Linked DNA regions of Anas platyrhynchos: regions 1 and 2 are each linked to region 3. A link is a contact called in public Hi-C data. All regions are on one chromosome and are shown on one strand. The core of a region is the stretch at or near the end of the contact, and the rest is flanking DNA. Distances in the headings are between cores, read along the strand shown.

Region 1 (2,700 bases), core at 110-2,609, 330 kb after region 3:
ATCATCACTGCCATCGTGACAGTGGCATATAACAACAGTGAACTCTGTTTAATTAACATTTTTGTTATATTTTTAGGAACAAAGGTACCCAAAACATAAGAGGGGAAAAATAAAAAAAAAATATGAAACAGCAATTTTTCAAAGGCTGCCTAATTTTCACCAGGCTGTGTAGAAAAGAGCTCTCTTTGCCTTCAGGTTAAACCTGGAGATTGTAAGATTACGCTAATTTTGCTATATGAAATCATGGAAGCACTGGATAGATTTTGCAGAGGAACACCACTGCAAGTGTGTTCAGTTGTACCGGTCCTGGTGGTGTAACGTCTCTTGGGAACGGTGCTGTTGAATGTTCACTGTGTGAGTGGCACAGAAAGGTGTCTGACAGCTGCAAACCTACGTTTATGTGCAGGAACATAATTTCTTTGGTGAGGATGAGAATTACAGTGCTCCAAGTCACCTGACCCATCTGTCTGGTCTAATCATAGCTCCATTCTTTACCTCTTTCAGGCTGTTAACCTCTGACTCTTACTATAGCCTGAGCTTCATTTCTATCAACACAGACACCACATTAGCATCAGAATACGTAGGCCAGGGCTTGGTGATGAGCACTGACATAATGAGTATCTTGTTACCTGTGTGAGTCTGGTGGGACCACCACTGCACTACGTGATGTATGACTTGGGTATCTGTCTGTCTGTCCCGCCCGCAGCAATGTGCGTGTACGCATTGGGATGGCTCTGGTGCTGTGGTGATGATTTGCTATTGTTCTTGTTCTTTGCTCCACACCTATGAGGGTCTCCCACGCACCTGCTGCATGTGCTCCTATGTGAGGTGTGAGCAGGCTCACCTGGGGGAGCTGATTGCTCTGTGTCTGGGCTCATTGCTCGCCTACCAGGGACCTAGGACACAGCTGAGTAGTAAAAGTTTTTCAGAAACAAACTCCAGAAAACTATCACTGAATAAATCTAGCAATGCTGGCCGTGGTGTGGAAGCTAAGACAATTTATTTCTGCGTTGCCTCACCCGAGTGCAGTCAGGCTGGGTAGAGGCCCTGCTTCCATACCTCTGGAGGGCCAGGACCCTGGTGGCGGGCTGTGACAAGTGCAGTGCCCCTCACACAGTGCTGGGCAACGAGAAGGCAGCCCTGGGTGGGATTTAGGGACACAATCCCGGGCTGTAAGCGCTGAGGAGGGAGCATGTGGAGCTTGGGATCGTGCCCCTGGCTGCCTGCCTGGGAGCCACCCAGACCTTTGGCTAGCAAGGCGCAGCTTCCTGCTAGGTGCTTGCGTATGTGCTCGTCAGCCCGAAGCGGCTCCGAGCTGCTCTGTGGCAATCCCAGTTCCTGCCATCAGCCCACGGGAACTCAGAGCTGGGAAAACCCCCAAGCGCCTCACCCACCCGCCAGGCCTGGCTGGGAAGGGCTGAGCTGCTGTAGAGGCCAAGTCGTGGTCTATTGTGCCCTCTGGGGACGGCTCGTGTGTAACACAGGCAAGATGAAGCCTGCACGGCTTCTCACTGGGTTTCTCCCAGCCGGGGACCCTCCGTGGGTCAGGTTTATAGGACAGGAGCCAGCCAGCCCCTGCCTCTGCTCTGACAGTGCCTCCTAGCTCAGAGGTTTTACCCTAGAAGCAAAGGGACGTCAGGGAGGAGTGTGTGGTAAAATGTCCGTGACATTATTCCGCTCCCATCCCTTCTCCTGCCCCCTTTTCCTACTAATTTTAGTGCTAGCGTGCTTGCATGCAGAGCTTGCTGTTTCTGATCCCGAACTCATTTCCTCCTTCCCAAGGCCGTTTTCATCCTTGTTTATATAGCCACGCTGCCTGCAGAACTGTTCCAACTGGGATTTCTGGTGGAGAGCTTGCCAGTAACTGTCCATAGTTGTAAGAAACCGATAAAGGTTTCAGCATTTGGCCCTGGCTTTTAGAAGAGCCAGGGGAATGCACAGATGCAGCGTGCTGTCAGAGTTCAGAAAGCAGAGGACAAATGACAGGCTTGTGACTTATTCTTGTTAGAGAAGTCTTCCTTGGCAGGTTTAGTGATCTAAGCCTTTGGGGCAGAGGCTTCTGAGGACAGGTCGTCTTGTTCTCCTCCTCCAAGTGCCATTTGACTGGGTGCTCGGACCCCTTCTGCTGGCTTCTGGCTGGTTTGTGGCCACAGACCCTGAGTCATGAGAGCACTCTTTGTTTCTCCAGCTATTTTAAGGGCCGTGTGTTTTACTTCCGAGCCTTCCTCTGAGGACTCTGCTATATTTTTACTGCTGCAGAGGTCTCAGGCAGTACTCGTGTGTCTCTCCCCAGCCTTCCCTGTCGCACTAAGAGCATCTCCACAGCACAGGTTTGCCCAATGGCTTCAGTGGACACAGAACTGTTGTCCCCTGACTGAAGAGCTGGAGGTGGGGTATGTGAGGCTGCTGGGCAGTCCTGGCAGTTCTGTGAGGCATCACTGGTGTCCAGCTGGTATTTTCTTATGGAAATTTGAGAGCTCTGGCCAGGCCTGCATGAGGCACTGTGGCCAGGAGCCCCCCAGGCTGGCTCAGCCAGGTCAGAGCATGAGTGCAGCCAGGCTGTTCGCACCGAGGCACCCTGCTCATGCCAGGGATGAACTGCAAGGCAGCAGGATCAGACTTGCTCCTTCTGGAAATTCTTCCTGGAATTTCTTTCCCCAGTGAATATGAACATGGCTTTTTTTCCCACTTTCCTTGGAA
Region 2 (2,700 bases), core at 35-2,534, 310 kb after region 3:
CAAATGTGAAGAGGAACTGAGAAGCTTTAGTGTGAAATAAAAAAAAAAAAAAGGGTGAAGGGGCACAAAAAAAGAGAACGGACCCATGGGACATTGAATCTCCTCCTCTGCTGTCATGATATCCTACAACTGATTGAGATCTGTCTTCAGTTTTTTACTCCCGTTGCTCCTCTTAGGAGGTTATTCTGAACTTCACTCTGCTGCTGTTTTGAAGGCTTCTGCTTCTTTGCAGCCCAAATTTATTTATGACCAGTGTATACTTGTTTTAAGATCTTTCCATTTTTAAACTCTAACCTGTTATTAGCCGCATTTAGTAAAAGTTTAGGGCATAATTCCTTTCCTCCAAATATGTGTGTTCTGTTATGCTAACATTGTCCCTTTCCTTTTTTATTTTTAACTTACAGCAAAGCAGGATAATACACAAAGACAAGATGAAACAAATGTTTCAGGCCTACATTACAATTCAGACAGAAATTTAAATTAGCTGAAGACATCAGAACAAAATGCTTTTTAAGTGCTTCCGTGCTATCAGCTACTCAAGGGATAGTTACAGGTAATATGCCTTTCACTGCCTATTGCTTCCCTTACAGCCTTTGATGTGATCTTATTAAGAGAGATTCCCTTTAGGAATGTGCTCAGAGCACTAAGCCTTGAGAGCTTGGCGTCCCAGAGGCCAGATTCCAAACTTGGTTGAGATATTTGTGAAAATAGGACTGTTGACACACAGAGACTATCGGGATATATCTCAAAGTTGTGCTGTATGTGTCATTTGTGCTTTATATTCCAATAAAAGATTTACATTTCTGAATTAGTTTTTCTTCGGGCCGATTCCAAAATTAGACGTAGAGAATGTCCAAACTAACTTCAGTAAAAAGGATGCCAGTTGGAACACTTTTCTAGTGAAAAAATGGGTTTGAAGAGAACAAATATTTTCATAGAAAGTGTTTGCTTTCTTCCAAACGTGACCCCTTCTCATAAACCCAAAAAGCTTAAAAGCAAACTAGATTTGATTGTTGGCAATTTTGGGATTGTTCCCCTCCCATTCCCTGAGCATTTTCCAATGGAAAATATTCAGGGTTTGGGTTTTTTAGCCCTTTGCTAAAATGTCAACATTTTCCAAAGGGTGAAGGAGGGGAAAAAGAGAAGAAAAGAAAAACATGTTCTGACCAGCTCCAGTCAGAGCCAAATGGCTCAATCCTGGATTTGGTCAGGCAAGTATGCTGGAGGGGAGAAAATGGGAGTGCCTTGGTTCCAAGCACAGTCTGGCTGGGCTGAGGACTGTGCATCACGATCCATTTGTATGAGTCATTCCAGTCGACATTTCACCAGGGGAGTGTGTGTAGTGGCTTTTAAGCACTTCAGGTCAATATGTTAGTTGCAAACGCTGCCTTGCTGCTTACTACGGCCACTCTGGCTCTCTGCGTGCGTGTGGGATGCACACAGGTACATTCTGTTCGAGTTCAGGTTCTCCAATATTTCCATGACGTCTCTAACTCACAGAGACAACAATAACACCTGGCACCTATCCAGACCTGTGAATTCAGCTCTTCATCATTCATAAAAGAGGAGAAAGAAGAAAAAATTGGCCTTCAAAAGCCCCAGCCAGCTATGGAATAGGGAGAAGCACTGGCAGAGCTGACACAGAGGCTGCTAAACATGCGCATGCACCATCCTGCTTCTGGTGGGAAAGGATTGGCTTCATTTCCCCAACGTGCTGCTGATCCCCACCTGCCTGCTCGGTGTCCAGAAAGCCATCCTGCTGCACTTGGGCACCTCCAGATCTGATGAAGGCCAGGGCCATCTTTGCTTCTGCCTCTCCAAGGTGTCTCCCAGAGCTGCAACAGGAGAGCTGGTGTATGGCTGTGTACCCAGATCAGGTCTTTGTCCCCCTCTAGTGACTTGACTGAAAAAGAAGTTTTCTGAGTGCTACTCCCTCCAAGTGAGACTGTCATTACTTCAGGCCAGGATGTTGAATGGTTTCCTTTCCGAAGGCTAGCAGGACATCTAAGCACCACCAGCAGGTCATGTAGTTGTACGCACTACGACATTATCCATTACCAATGTAAACAGTAATTAGGAGCTTGACTTTCTGCTCCAACAGGCTGCGTGTGCCTGCTTCCCTCCCGTGGAGGCTGGCGGTCACAGACTTCAAACGACGTCCCGCGCTCGGCCCTCCAGGAGACCCGGCCAGGTCCACGGTCACCGTGCAAGAGCTCCAGCAGCGGGGCTCCCGTGCCCAAACTCTTGCTGAGTCACAGCCCAGTCACCCATGCGCTTCATGAGTCGCGTCAGCCATCTGTCACCAGCACATCCTCCTCGCCGCTCTGTGACTCCACGGGGAAAACAACAGGAGGCAGATTGCATTCTGCTGAGAAGCCGGGCTCTCGTGCATCGTGCCGCTGAGTAACCCCTGGCTTGCCTCCTAAGCAGCGGTAAAGCCTTTGGCTCCTCTTCGGTTGGCCCTTTGTCAGGGAAGAAAGTGACACTCAGGTTCAAACGCCGAACGCTTTGGCTGACTAATGAGTGACTGCAAACAAAGCAGACTCAGGCAAGACATTGATAGTATTTTGTAAAACCTCCCAGCTACACACAAGTCATCTACACCGGCCTCTACGCCGGCGCTCGCCTCAAACCAGCAGCTAAACACAGGGAGCCCTTCTTCCTATGGCCTCGTCCCTTTCCGTGTCAGCTAAAGGGTGC
Region 3 (2,700 bases), core at 197-2,696:
TTCCTGTGAGTCTTGGGGCGAGACTATTGAGTCTCAGATCCCAAGCACCCAATTCTCAAAAACTTGCCTGGAAATCACACACCCAAATAAATACCTCTGTGAATTTAAGCGTAGGTCTCAAAGTGCTGTGATTCTCTTTGAAATAGAAACAGTAGCATTCCCTTTCTCCCATCCTTTTCCATCAAGTTATAAAATTCCTCAAGCAGTTCCAGCATTATACTGTTTGTATTCACACCACAAAAGGTTTTGTTTGTTTGTTTGTTTTGTTTTGTTTTTCAGCCAGAGCTGGGACTGCAGCAACAGCGTGGGAAACTCCTGACCCTCCTGTGCTCTCTCAAGCTCTTTCTACAAGAAGGTGCAATGCACAGGCTCCTTAGGGTCAGCCTGTATAGGTTCCAATGCATCGCAGGCTCGCAAAGTCCACGTACCCACACCCTAAAAAATCCTCTGTTAACCTCACTCGCCTGTAGAAGCTTGTTTCTCAGCTTGCCTCTACAGGTCAGAAAACATATCCCTTTGACCTCCATGAGGCAGCCCCAGCTGTGCTATATTCCTTTTGCATTATTAATGCCTGTGTTGCCCTTGAAATAGAGAAGACTACCAAGTGGTAACATAGTTTGTGAGATGGGGGAAAGGTAGTAAGGCTGCTTTTCTTCGCAAGCAATGAGGCTTTTTGACCCTTCTTACTGCAGTTGTTCCAAACACAGACCATTGAACTTCAAGTTCCTGGCAAATGATCACTTTTTGCCTGGATCCAGCAGAGGCACCTGGAGCTAGGAGCATAAGGCTCAGCATGCTCCCTTGACGTACTTTACACACCACAAGCTGTGGCAAACGCGTCCTCCCACTTGTAGTATTCACCATCTACACAATGCTCTGAGATGCTCTCACCTGTTTTGTGGCTAAAAAAGAGTCAGGCATGGCCTGTCCAGGTGCTCTGTGCCTTCTCACTTGCCAGCTTTTTCACCTGGTGAGTGGAACCACATTTGGGCAAGCCTGGGCAGTAACAGATTCAGTGCCTGCAAATAAGTGGATTAAAAGGCCTTTGAAACCAAGCGCAGCTATTTTCCTTAAGGACCATGCAAAGGCAAGCAGCAAAAGCCTTCGCTAACTGTGCAGAGGTCCTCGCAGAAGCTAAATTCCCTTCTGTGAGATGAAGAAATCCCAGGTGAACAACAAGCAACCACCACCATGTCAATCTTGCACCCAAAGTCACGCAGCCCTCAGCGCTCCTGGAAGGGGAGCGGCTCCCCAGGCACAAAATAAATAGGAGGGGTGAGCATATAGAAACAAGAGATGCCAGGCAGGCACAGGAATATTTACAGTGCAGGTGGAAAGGAGTATCAGTGCTCCACCTGGAGAGCAAGGCCCTGGGACGGCCCACTGGCGCCCATGGCCACCTGCATGGCGAGGCCAAAGCTTGCTTCTGGCTGCTGTAACTCTCACAGCTGCCACCAGAGGACACCAAATTCCTACAACATTTAGCTCCTGAGACCAACACGTTCCCGGCCCCTGTGGCTGGGAACGGGGAAAAACACTCCTATGGTTGTGGAGCAGCAGTTCCAGTCCTCAGGAGGAAAGCCTAGGCCAGGGGACCCTTGATGAGAGCTGGTGGTGTCTGCTGGTGCAGTCCGCTGCTGTAGCTCTGCTCCTGCCCTTACAGCCAGAAACTGATCTCAAGCTTGCATATTTCCAGGGACTCCATGCTCTGAAGACCTGTAATAATACAGAAAATATCACTGATTCAAACCACCGCTAGATGATCGGAGACCAACAGCCACTGCCAGCTGAACAGATGCTCTTATTCCATATTTTCATTGAAAGAACCTTCCAAAATTCACAGCTTTGCCAGGCTTCATCCTGACATTTCAGCTGAATATTGCAAGAATGCCATCAAGTGCCGGAGGCCTTTGTTTTTAAGACGGAAAGGCTGGGCTCTGGAACCAGCTATGGGTGCAGGCATGGGCCTGTGCATAGGATTTTCTGAACAATTAATCTGCACATTATTATTTCAAGTGATCTCAATAAATTGCAAAAGCCACTCAGAATCAGCTGGATAAAATTCAATAAAAACACAGCAAAGTACTATGATCAGGAGGGAGAAATTAAATTCACAAATGAATGACTTGGAATAATTGCCTAAGCAGCAGTATTACGGCAAAGAATCTGGAGGAATTAGAGTGGATCATGTAATAAATATGAGTCAATGGTATGCTGCTATTGCAAAAAAAAAAAAAAAAAAAAAAAAAAAAGAAATCCTACAAAACATTTGTTTGGGGATATGCAAATGGGGTGTCATAAGCATGTCATGGAAGGTCATTATTATGCTTTATCCTGAAGAATGCTCACTCGTGCTAAATGCTGTGCCAGATCTGGAGCACTGCGCTTTCAGAAAGACAAAGTAGACCAGCCAGCCCAACAGGAAGCTTAACCCAGAAGGAAAGCTGGATTGACTGGGGGAGCATTTCCAAGAGGGGCGATGAGAAGGAGGACAGCCTCCCCAAACACAGGGGGCTGTTCTAGCACACAGCAAATAATGCGGATCTCTTTTCCCTGGTGGCCCAGAAGACACACAGAGGGGTACTAGACCAGTGTGCGACAAAGACAAGACACCAAGCCTGGTGCTGGCTGGGGTTTCATCCCATCAGGCAACTCCATTTTTCTTACTTAAGAGGGAAGGCAGGCAGGTGGGGGATGGGA

Evidence for each region. A called contact is a pair of places that touch in the nucleus more often than the background predicts.
Region 1: a Hi-C map of subcutaneous adipose tissue shows a contact between it and region 3, with 6 times the contacts expected there. The contact joins two enhancer-like sites. A contact is called at or near these places in 6 of 8 Hi-C or Micro-C datasets (F1 follicle, F5 follicle, liver and 2 more).
Region 2: a Hi-C map of subcutaneous adipose tissue shows a contact between it and region 3, with 2.0 times the contacts expected there. The contact joins two enhancer-like sites. A contact is called at or near these places in 5 of 8 Hi-C or Micro-C datasets (F1 follicle, F5 follicle, liver and 2 more).

What each region holds. Positions count from the first base shown.
Region 1 is chr3:38,199,925-38,202,624 of IASCAAS_PekinDuck_T2T, reverse strand. It overlaps LOC119716379 (a long non-coding RNA gene), which reads right to left. Exons shown (of 2, transcript XR_011808179.1): 1 at 1-2,700. Among named protein-coding and RNA genes, the nearest start is that of TRNASTOP-UCA, 15 kb to the left of the region's middle. Within about 2 kb of position 1,359, at least 6 of the 8 cell types and tissues checked have an H3K27ac peak or open chromatin away from gene starts, as enhancers often do. A contact at or near this core is called in subcutaneous adipose tissue, where this site is marked.
Region 2 is chr3:38,218,880-38,221,579 of IASCAAS_PekinDuck_T2T, reverse strand. No RefSeq gene overlaps it. Among named protein-coding and RNA genes, the nearest start is that of TRNASTOP-UCA, 3.5 kb to the right of the region's middle. Within about 2 kb of position 1,284, at least 4 of the 8 cell types and tissues checked have an H3K27ac peak or open chromatin away from gene starts, as enhancers often do. A contact at or near this core is called in subcutaneous adipose tissue, where this site is marked.
Region 3 is chr3:38,527,652-38,530,351 of IASCAAS_PekinDuck_T2T, reverse strand. No RefSeq gene overlaps it. Among named protein-coding and RNA genes, the nearest start is that of PLB1, 4.2 kb to the left of the region's middle. Within about 2 kb of position 1,446, at least 2 of the 8 cell types and tissues checked have an H3K27ac peak or open chromatin away from gene starts, as enhancers often do. A contact at or near this core is called in subcutaneous adipose tissue, where this site is marked.